Linked DNA regions of Mus musculus: region 2 is linked to region 1. Evidence: chromatin contacts called from public promoter capture Hi-C data. All regions are on one chromosome and are shown on one strand. Each heading gives the region's core, a stretch centred on a gene start, on an enhancer-like site or on the middle of the called end of the contact. The rest is flanking DNA. Distances are from core to core; before and after follow the strand shown. Region 1 overlaps Tns1 (tensin 1). Region 2 overlaps Tns1 (tensin 1).

Region 1 (5,471 bases), core at 1,094-3,593:
GCAGCAATCTGGGGTGGACATTCCCTTCAAAGGTCATCTTCTGATACTCTCTGCTCCCCCACCCCCCAATGGTTCCACAGTCTTTCAAAGTGGAGCCACCGGCTAGGCACTGAGTGTTCACAACATGAGCCTGTGAGGGACTCTCAGGTTCAGACCCTAGTGAGGTAGTATCCCTAGTTTAAAGTTACATACAGTCCTAGAGCTATGACTTATTTCCTGGCGGCACAGTGGCAGGAAATACATCTTTCTGAAACCTGGGCACCTGTGGTTACTGCAGGCTGCTTAAGGACTCACTGCCACAAAAAATGCCTCAGGACATCCATGTACAATCCTGAGAAACAATTGCTCTCCCGCCCCAATAACCTTATTTATAAACATTTATTTATTTGTGTGTGTGTGTGTATAAATATGCTTGCGTGTGCTACACATGTACACATAGGTACATGCATGCCATGATACACGTGTGGAGATTGGGGGAATCACTTTTTTCTTTCTACCATGTCTGTGTGTGGGATCGAACTTGGGAACTCAGGTTGTCAGGTTTGGTGGCAAGCTTTTACCCACACACCCTTTACCCACTGATCCATCTCACTGGCCCCCTGAGAAATACTTTTAAGGAGTTCACAGTTGATCTCAGCTGTGGGGCCAGTCTAGCCCTGATTTGAAGGACAAGAAGAGGGGCTGTGATCTGGCAGAAGGTTAGCTCAGGAGGGCAGACGTTCAGTAAAGACTCATGGTGGTCATGGGATAAGGGACACTGCCCGAGTGGCTTCGGTGCGTCTCCGGGCATGCGTGTTTTCACCTCCACAGGAAGCATTAGACAGGTGAGTACCAAGGTTCCCTCCAGCTGTGCTATGTTAGATGTTCCCACCTTGGTCCCTGGCAGTAGGTAGCCATTCCTATAGGGCAGTGGTTCTCAACTTTATAATGATGCAGCCCTTCAATACAGTTCCTCATGTTGTGCTGACCCCAATGAAAAATTTATTTTTGTTGCTACTTCATATGTGTAATTTTGCTACTGTTAGGAACTGTGATGGAAATATCTGATATGCGACCCCTGTGGAAGGGTCATTTACCCATCTCCCCCAAAGGGGTCACAACCCACAGGTTGAGAACCACTGTGCAATAGGGGCTTAGTTTGGTTTTCTTTTTCTTTTTCTTTTTTTGGTTTTTCAAGACAGGGTTTCTCTGTGTAGCTCTGGCTGTCCTGGAACTCTCTCTGTAGACCAGGCTGGCCTCAAACTCAGAAATCTGTCTGCCTCTGCCTCCCGAGTGCTGGGATTAAAGGTGTGCACCACCACGCCCGGCTTTAGTTTGGTTTTCTTAGGCTCGCTTTCCTCTGCACTGAATGTCTTGATTTCCACCCCAGCGTGGGCGTGGTCCTACTGATTCCAGGTGGGATGGTCGTGGCTTCCTGAAAGGTTTTACTGATTTCTCCATGTTGTTATTAACTATCTTTTAAGTTTTAGATTTATCTATTTTATATGTATGAATATTTTGCCACAGTGCATGCACTTGTGTGCCTGGTGGCTGTGGAGGTCAGAGGAAGGTGTAGAATTCTCTGGAATCGGAGTTACAGATGGTTGTGAGCCGCTGTGTGTGTGATGGGAACTGAACCCATGTCCTCTACAAGAGCAACATGTACTGTAAACTGCTGAGCCATCTCTCCAGCTCCTTTTGCTGGTTTCTAACCTGCCTGTGTAGAAGCTACAAACGTCTGTGTATACTGCAGACCCAGCTGCAGATCTGGGAAGTGGGGGTCAAGGCTACTTGCAGGCAGGGGATGAGCGTTCTCTAGACTGCTTCCCACAGCCTTAGTGCCTGACAGCACAGAGAGGCTCAGGTCCTGAATGTGGGTGGCTGACTCAGTAAAGGAGTGGGCTGTCAGACTCCAGGGAGAAAGTCACCACGTGGGCACACGGACCCTGGCAGTTCTGTTCTGCTTCTGCGTAACTATTCAGTAGAGTGAAGATTGACAGAGCTGAAGAGAGACCTCCTAAGTATGCTTCACAAATACCTCTCAGCTTGTGAGTTCCCTACCCTCCAGCTGCCCTTGTATCAGAGCAGAGGAATTCTGATGGGAAGGTTTCTTGAGATCCACCCAGCCACGCCTGTCCTCTCAGGGATGTGGAACCAAGGTCTGGGATGTGGTGGGGGTGAGAGACCCACCCAAGGTCACAGCCAAGAGGCCACAGGGCCAGACTGTACTGCTGGGCCTCCTGTTTCCTAGTCAAGGGCCCCGTCTAAGCGCACCCCTATTTCCAGCCAGGCTCAGTGGCCTGGGCTTCCAGCTTGGGAGTGGGTGGTGAGGACATGGATTAAAGCCGAGCTACCAATTGCACATTTCATAACTCAGGCACCGCCTCCCGGGTCAGCCCAGGCCACATTCTTGGTTGACCCTTGGAAGCTGTGCTTGATGTCCCTGCTGATACTTTGATGGGAAAGTCAGAAAAAAGAGGCCTGTGAGGAAAAATGATCAGTGGCAGAATTCCTCCGCTGGGGAAGGAAGAATGTGAAGGGTGTTTGCTCTGTTCAAGCCACTGGACTGAATATATTTGTGCATTCTTTTCTTCACTGAGGCATCACAGAGTCAATTGCTGTTCTGTGTGCCGGCTATGCAGCAGGCAGCGGGCCAGGCTCTGGGGAGATAAGCTATGCTTAATTTCATGACCATTTTCATTAAGGGAATAAAAATTGTGTATGGGACATTTTGAAAGGAAGGGACGTAGCTCTCTGAAACCTTAGACTAAAGAAGTAACATGTTGGGTGGACATGCATGTGGGATGACATTAGCCTGGTGAACCCTGGGTAGGGAGTGGAGAAGAGGGAAATGGCATACATGAGCTCTGGGCTCAGATGTGTGTATGTGTGTAAAAGCCTGAGGTTGATGTGGGATGTGTCTTCCTCTATCACATCCCACTTTGTTGCCTGTGACAAAGGCTCTTGTTGAACCTGGATCTTGTCATTTTGGCTAAGCTGGCTGGCCACTGAGCTTCAGGAACCCCCGTTTCCAGCTCCCTTCTTTCCTCGTGCTGGGACTGCAGGCACTTGGCACTGCTCCCAGCTTCTGTGTGGGTGATGGGGTTCAAACCTTGAGCAGCAAGCTCTTCACCCATGAAGCCATCTCCCTAGTCCCCAGCTTGTTTGTTTCCCCCTAGAAACTTAAAAAAGCCAATTAAACTGGTGCACAGAACCCGTGCCCGGTGTTGGTGCACGTGGCCTAGAGTCAGGTCAAACAGGCCTTGCAAGGTCAATGTCACACTATTCATAACAGAGCTGAGAGTTAGGGAGTACAGACTCCATTTTATTAACAAGAGGGATTTTATGGCTTGTCAGGCCCATAGGGATCAGGGGAAGAGTTGAGAATCGGTATCATTTCGGCATGTGGGGGCTGCCCCTTCTGGTGGGTACACATGGTACAAGGGTCACTTGAATGTCTGAACAGGATTCTTTTCTGAGAGGGAAGGAGGGAAAGACACCTTGCCATGGTGGATCTAGGAAGACTTTCTGTGCTGGTTCTGTTTGTCCCCGTGGTTCCACGAGGACGGATTAGGCATAAAGGAAGACATTGTTTCTGGGAACTCTGATGTCTTCGAGATTCTTGGTGATGCTGTTTTAGAGGCATCAAAACAGGTGACCTAGTACAGAGTTGTCCAGCACCTACCATGCACCCAGCCACGTGTTAGGGACTGAGAATCTAAGGATGAGTGAGGTACCCAGTGAAGGCAGAAATCTCACCATGAGGCAGAGGTATTTGGGGCCGTAGAGGGGGTGCAAGCGCCCCAATACTAATGCTAGCTCTAGATCTGGTGGTCAAGGGGTCTCTTCACTTCCTTCTCTACCACCATGTCTTTAATATTTTATGTATGTATGTATGTATGTATGCATGCATGTTTTGTGAGCTGGATTGATCCTTGGGCCTTGTGCATGCTAGGCAAGTGTTATACCACGGAGGCCTTCTCCCCACACCTATATGCCTTCATTTTATCAGGGTGGACAGTACTGGCCTTTTTTACTTTGGCACAAGCTTTTATTTTTCCCAGTGAGTGGGGCGATGTACCTGGGAATGCAGGTGACCAGCAGATAGTCCCTGGCTGAGGAGTAAGTCACCAGTGTGTTCCACTGCTCCCAGCTGTCAACAACCACTTGTAATGGGTTTGGGCTCTGGAATGTTCTCCATGAAGTACCCCCCCCCCCCACGCTCCACTTTTCCTGCCCTCCCCTGCTTGGTGGCCTATGGGTCAGCTGTTCCCTAAGAGACTGGAAGAGGAGGAGGAGTCCTGACCACCATCCCCCACCTTACCCCAGGCAAGGAATGTGCAAGGGAGGTTGAGGTCAAAGACCAATGTGAAACCAACCAGAATTACCAAGAACTCAAAGGACATGTTCCTTCTCACATGCCTCCATCCTAGGCAGGTGAGTGTTTTTATTCCCCCTTGACAGGGAAGCAGAGCCCAGTAGGCACTCAGCAGGGACAGATTCACTACCTTGGTTGATTGGGCGTGACTCTTCCGACTGTGGGCTTTCTCTTAGCTTCCTGTTGGCAGAATATGGGCTTTTAAAAAAGAGAATTTAGCGTAGAGTGCGGTGCTTACCTAATGTGTGGGTTGAGATCTTGGCAGAAGCCCGTGGTTTGTTCCAGTAGGTGACTGAAAAGCGCAGATGAACAAGAGAGGGTGAGCTCCCTAGCAGGGTGGGAGCTGTCTCTGCCCACCCAGGAGCCAGTACTGCTGGAGATAAATAGAGGATGGGCTACAACTCATCTTCTCCCTCCCAGTCTCCCTGCCAGTAAGGACTCAACCAATCCAGCCAAAGGCCAAAGCCATCTGGAGTCATAGAGGAAGAGGCCTGGGGAGAAGCAGGTAGAATATGGCCACGGGGGTGCAGATAAGGGTGGAGTGGGAGAGGGGTAGGAAAGATGGTCAATGTAGGTTTCAATCTGATTTTTCAAGGCTTAAAGACAGCAGAGTGCGTGGATTGGGTCTAACTTCTTAGGCAAAGTGATGTCTGGGTGGGGCTGGAAGGGAGGGTCATGTGACTCTGGGTTTGTCCTCTGCTGTGGCCAGTGCCGGAGCCCTTGCCAGGCAAGTGGAGGCTGTGGGTTACAGGGCTCTCTGGGTGAGAGGATGGCTGTGTGTCACGGGGAAGCAAATGGAGCTGGGCTGAGCACCTAGGGGAGCCTGGGAATGTTCAGATGGAGTGGCAGGCGTGGGGAGGAACAGGCCACTGGCTTCCCAAGTTTGGGTAGTCTTAGGACCTGTGAGTAACAGCTGGCTGGAAGACTGTCTTGCCTGGGTACCTATGCCACCTCTGCCCCATACGGGCTGGGTACTTACGCTCTCCATACCTTACAAACCTCACATGACTGACTCTTGGCTGTTTTTGCCACTACGGGTGATCCTGTCGATCTGACATTTCTCTGGCTCATGTGTTGGTGTCCCTGTGAGACTGTGGGTTCCCTTAGGCCAGCC
Region 2 (5,418 bases), core at 2,521-5,020, 170 kb before region 1:
GAATCTGGGCAACTTCTACAGGGTCTGTGACAGGGGTCAGCAGGATTCTCTGTAGGCTCCCCAGGCTGCCAGGTGTATCAGCCTTCAATTCAGAGGTGAGAGAGTTCCGCACTTCTCTCTTTCTGGCCTGTGTGCACCCTTCTCATCACCAGCTCTCCATTTTCTCGCTGGTCTTAAATGTGGCTAAATTCTTACTTATGAGCTCTGGGACCTGAGTCCAAGAGAGGAGAGCTCTGCGTTTTCTGGAGTGGCACAGAGAATCAAGCGCGTTGGGACACTGGCTCAGTTGTGGCTCTGCTGGGGCTTCAGGGCCTTGGCATCCCCAAAACCTTCAGGTTCCCCAAAGGCTCTCCTGTTCTTGTTCCACGGTTGCGAGTTCTTCTTTCCTGCCCCCGAGGGTATTATGGCCGTCTTGTAGCCTTTCTTCTCCTTACACTGCTTCCTCCGGGTGGTTCTGGTTCTTTATGAGTTATCCTGAAAGCTCCTCTCAGATGTTTGGAGCCCAGTTGTCCTGTCTGTGCCCATCAGTCCTGAGTCTTAAAGGGGAGGCCAGCTGCTTATTGGCTGCTCCTCAGCCTGCTCGGCCTTACAGCTTCCACTCACTCAGATCTCTCCAGCTCCCCCATGTTTGACACTGTTGTCAGGGGTGATAATGATTTATTTAACTAATATATAATATACATAATATATAAAATCTAATGATAATATTTAACAAGTGATCCAGGGTTTGCGTCAGGAGGCAGGAGTGGGGTCTGAGGAACGGTCAATTGGCTCTTAGCCCTTTCCTATTAGGATCAGGGAGGCCTGGGGCCTTGGAAGGGTGGTGACATGGCTGCTTCCTGGTTGGGGTTGAGGAAGCTCAGGGCTGGCTCACTCACCTATGAACCTGCTGTTCAGAGGATGGGCCTGCTGGAGGGAATCTGGCTTGGGGCTGAGGCTGGCTGGGATGTCACTTCTCTGGCTTTGTCCATATGTCTCCAACTATCATTCATCCACGGTTGGTGAGTAGGCCATGGACCACTCTGGGAGATGTGTTACCTACCCTCTGCTGGAGCTATGGACAGAGAGTGGACAGGAAATCCTTCCTGTCTGAGAAGAGCCGTAAGACAGACAGACAGACTGCACAAATGTGATCGTGGATTAGCATGCTTTCCCTTTAGAGCCTCCTCAGGAGGCTGGCAAGTAAGCCATTGTAAGAGAAGGAAGGGGAAGGCGGGAGTATGTCACCCCTGTCATTTGGGGGTCCAACATGGTCAGACAGCTCCTGTAGCCTCCTGTGACCCTGCCCTGCCTGGTGGGCTGGGCGTGGCTCTTCTAATCCAAGGCCCATGAGGGACAGACCCTCTGTCCTCTTTCTTTTTGTCCCTAGCCCTCCTTCAAGCGTAGAAACAACAGTTTGGTTCCTCCCTGTCCCCCAGGTGGCTACGGTTCCTCCTTGCTTTCCGGCTCACACATTCAGCCCATGCAACCTCGCTCTGCCTCCCACAGGCAGAAAAAAACACAAGGAAGTCAAGAGCCAGGAGCCAGGTGGGAGGGCCCAGGTGTGGCCCAGCTGGGGAACAGCTGGAAGGGAACAGCTGTTGGCTTGGAACATGACCTGATTACCCAGGGGGCTGAGTAGACCTGTGGATGGTAGGTGTGAGTTCTGGGTTTTGGCAAGATGATTCTTAGGGTGTGGAGCTGAGTGAGAGTGAAGACTCTGGGTACGGGGTTTCCTGGAAAGGCGAAGAGGAATTTATGAGATTTTTGTGCTGAAAACAGAAGTCTCTGTTTTAGAAAAGGTTTTGAAAAGAGGAGTATGGAGAATGGGAGGGCGAATACAGAAGTCTCTCCAGCAGTGTAATGTCTCATTGGAGGTGCTTCCTGCTGTCTAACTTAAGTACTTTCTGCTTTAGTGCTGCCCCATTTCTTTTGATTATGGTGGGGGTAAGCTCGCAGAAATTCATGACTGGGCTTCCATTTCTATGTTCCCTAAGTGAGAGGCAGCCTCTTGCCCCCTTCTGTTCTTGGACCCAAGCCTCCTCATGCAGCGTCACCTTGCCTCTTCTTTGGCCCACTTCCCATCCCTGGCCAGCACTATTTTGATGTCCTCTTGGGACACCTGGCTCTGCTCCCGCAGTGTTCATGCCTGGCTTGGGCTATGAACTGTGTGTTCCAGACACTGTGCTCCGGTGCAAAGCCCTGGCTGGTAGATGGGTGGTCAGTGTGCAGCTGGCAGAGTAGGAAAGGCTATTGAGAAAAGGCCCAGGGCATCTTCCCTAACTGATGCCAGGTTTTAAGATACTTGTCTGGGCATCTATGGGTGCCTTGGTATGTCAAGCGGGTATAGGCAATTTTACATTTAATTCACTCCTTTTTCCTCCCAGGGAGGTCAGCTTCTTGTCTCCATCTTATAGAAGACGTTAATGGTGGCTCAGGATGACACAGGTATCCTCAAGATCATGTGTCCCATGGGTTTCAGGGTTAGGATTTGGATGCTAGTCTTTTTGTATCAGGGTCCTTCTCTTTGGGAGATAAGAGGTGATGCCCATTTCACAGATGAGAAGGTTGAGTCTCCCAGAGGGGCTGGAGCCCAGATTGGTCCAATCACAGGGCAAGATAGGACCTTCTCTCTGGTTTGTTTGAGCCTGGCCAGGCATGTTCTACCCTGAAGCTACACACAGAGCAAGAAAAATGTGTTAGAAACTGGACTCAAGGGATCATGGAGTAGGATTGGGAATTTTGGGGTCAGGGTGAGGAGGAATCCAAATTGTACCACTCAGACTGGGGGAGAGGAGGGACGTAAGTCTGTAGGAGAATGTCTAGCTTTGACTTGAAGGGTATCGCTGTTTAGAACCAATCACGGTATCAGGGTGTCATATCCCTTGCACCTGTGGGGTGGGAAGGTCTTATGTCTAGGTGGGCTTTTGACCCCATCACACCATCTAAGAGCCTGTTCTGGACGTGTCCAGGTCCTTCTAAGGTTCTCCACCCTGGGGACTATGGTGGCTAGAACAATCTGGAGACCTGAGCTTGGACCCGCTGCAGCAACTTCTTTCCTGTGCACTGAGCCTGGGAAGGCAATCTCGGCAGGATCGGCTGTTTCTGCAGGCAGTGGATGGAGCCAGGTCTGGCTTGCTTCTCAATTCAGTGTCCTTGGGTGGCTGGTCTGTGCCATCTCCCTCTTCCTGTGTCCCTTCCTTTTCTACCTTGCTCTTTCTAGAAGGGAGGAGCCAATCGTCTTCTCGCAGCCCCTCAGCTTGGCCCTGCTAGGCCTCCCTGCTCTGCCCCCCTCTCCACTTGCTGGTCCTCTCCCTGCTCTAGACTGTGGGGTTCTGTTTAGTCCCTCCCTCAGTCAGCTTGGCGTTTTCTCTTGGAGGTCCTTTCCTTCCTTCTGTCCTCTCTGTCCTGAAGAGGTCTGTCCCAGTGACCTGGCTTCCGCCCATGTTCTCAGATATCTGTAGGCTCCAGGCTGAGGCCAAGGCTGAGGCAGGAGCATGAGAGTCATAAGATCCACTTATAGGTTTCCATGTGCTACAGTTTTGGCCTGAGAAAGGGAAATGGTGAAGAGACATGGTTAAGGAGAGGTGGGCAGAACCTGTTGATCTGTCTCTGCCTCAGACTGCCCCCCATCTTTCCCTCCTCCAGGGAATGTCTGTCTCAGCCTTTCTTTCTCATCTGGGTCCCTAGTCTTGAGGCTTTAGGTCAGCTTTCTGCTCCTGTGCCTCTCTGTGGAGTGGCAGTGGCTGGCTTCCCAGGAGGGGAGGGGCTGTGGAGGTGGGGGCAGGGCACTCCATGATTGTATTAGCTAGTGCTGATGCAAAAAGGGGTTTCCCTGCCCGGCTCTCTGGGTCCCCTTCCACCACCCTCCTTCCTTGCTCCCCATTCATCTCCGCCTTTCTCAGATCCATCAGAATCAATTAGACCTTCCCTGCTGTAATCTTATTGTGGGGCCTGGGCTCCCACCCAGCAGCCCAGCTCCCAGGCCTGAAGTCTCCATTCTGGGCCCTGCAAAGAACACTCCAGGGAGAAGGGATGACCGGGATGACCTCAGGACCCTTGCCCTTCCTTCCCCACCCTGGGGGTCCCTAGTGGATCAATAGCCTGCCTGGCCTGTCCCCACTCCCACTCCTCCCCCACCCACCGTTAATCATGTCCTAGGCCGCTGAGTGGTGATGGAAATCATTTGGAAAGGGGCCCAGAGGACCAGGATTCTCAGCCCAGGGAACAGAGAGCGGTGGGGGTGGGGAGAGGAGGGGGCTTGAATACTGTGCTGCCAGTCTGGAGGCATTTATTGTGTGGAAGAGAGTGACCAAGCTATTCTTCCCTAGGAAGGCAGACTCAAGGAAACGGTTTGGAATTTGAGAGGGGGACTGGAGGCTAGCTATCAGGAGGAACTTCCGGGCTGTAGAAGATCAGAGACCTGGGTTAGCGGTGGTGAAGGAACACCCCTAGGAGGACAGATATTGCCCTCTTTCCTTCTGGCTACCATGTTATGCTATGGAAAAGCAATGGACCAGGAACAGGGGCCTCTGTCAGCTTTGGCACTGATACTTGCTGGCCATGTATAGCAAATCAGTGTAAGCAATCAGGGCCTCAGAGTCCTGTGACAAGCAGGGGTAGGGAAGGGGTGGGGCATTTCTAAGTTTGAGTGGACACCAGAGGGCTGGTTCAGAAGAGAGATCAAGGTGTCTCTTGTCAGGGTGGGTAGAGAGGGGACATAAAGATCTTATTGGCCTGGCTGCAGTGACAGCAGAACTCTCAAAGTGACCAATGGCCTGGATCTGGAATCTGGAAGGGATGTTTCACCCTTCATCCCTCCCTCTCTTCTCCCTGTGCCCCCCTCAAGTGAGCTCCTGTTTACTGTCCCCTTGTCGGATCCTGTGCTGGGTACTAGGGTGCACCTGAGAGTGGTGGACAGTGGCCTCTAGAGCTGGCCTTCTGGTGGGGAAGAAAGGGAGAATGAAGAAGCCAGCAGATATATCAACAAGGAATGGTGCCAAGTACAAGGAGGGAATGAGCTATCAGTGCCCACAGAAGAACTGGAGGAGGACTCCTGTGGGCTGGCCAGAGGAGGCTGCCTAGAGCTGTTGCCACTTGAGTCCCTGTGAGTCAGGTCTACTCTGCAGGAGTCTGTTCTGTTGTAGGCAGAGTGGCCTGGGGCTGGGTGTGAGTTCTATGCCTTGGGCCTGGTTGGGTGGTTGATCTTGTGAGTACAGTTGAGTAGACCCTGGGGGAGCAGAAGGACCTGGAGCCCAACCTGAGGGTGGGAGAATTTGACTGCAAACCTCCTGGGGCCCTTGGGGCATCACAAGAGAGGGTAGGGACACTGGCTCTTGTGAGCAGGTGGCGAGTAGGGAGAAAAGGGGAATTACTGGATCCAAGCCCTTCCTGGGGAAGCGTTGGGAGGTCCCCAGGGAACCATGCCTGCACACCTCT

Evidence for each region. Capture Hi-C pulls out chosen DNA fragments and counts their contacts.
Region 2: a promoter capture Hi-C map of adipose tissue shows a contact between it and region 1. The contact joins two enhancer-like sites. A contact is called at or near these places in 3 of 39 promoter capture datasets (the 3T3-L1 cell line, cranial neural crest and hematopoietic stem and progenitor cells), 4 of 115 datasets of contacts at active chromatin or transcription factors (embryonic forebrain, embryonic stem cells and heart atrium) and 2 of 9 other capture datasets (adipose tissue and liver).

The regions. Positions count from the first base shown.
Region 1 is chr1:73,929,708-73,935,178 of GRCm38.p6, reverse strand. The region is part of intron 22 of Tns1 (tensin 1); the gene reads left to right. Among named protein-coding and RNA genes, the nearest start is that of 6030407O03Rik, 68 kb to the right of the region's middle. Within about 2 kb of position 2,343, at least 61 of the 459 cell types and tissues checked have an H3K27ac peak or open chromatin away from gene starts, as enhancers often do. A contact at or near this core is called in adipose tissue, where this site is marked.
Region 2 is chr1:74,102,538-74,107,955 of GRCm38.p6, reverse strand. The region is part of intron 1 of Tns1 (tensin 1); the gene reads left to right. Among named protein-coding and RNA genes, the nearest start is that of Gm31637, 9.6 kb to the right of the region's middle. Within about 2 kb of position 3,770, at least 55 of the 459 cell types and tissues checked have an H3K27ac peak or open chromatin away from gene starts, as enhancers often do. A contact at or near this core is called in adipose tissue, where this site is marked.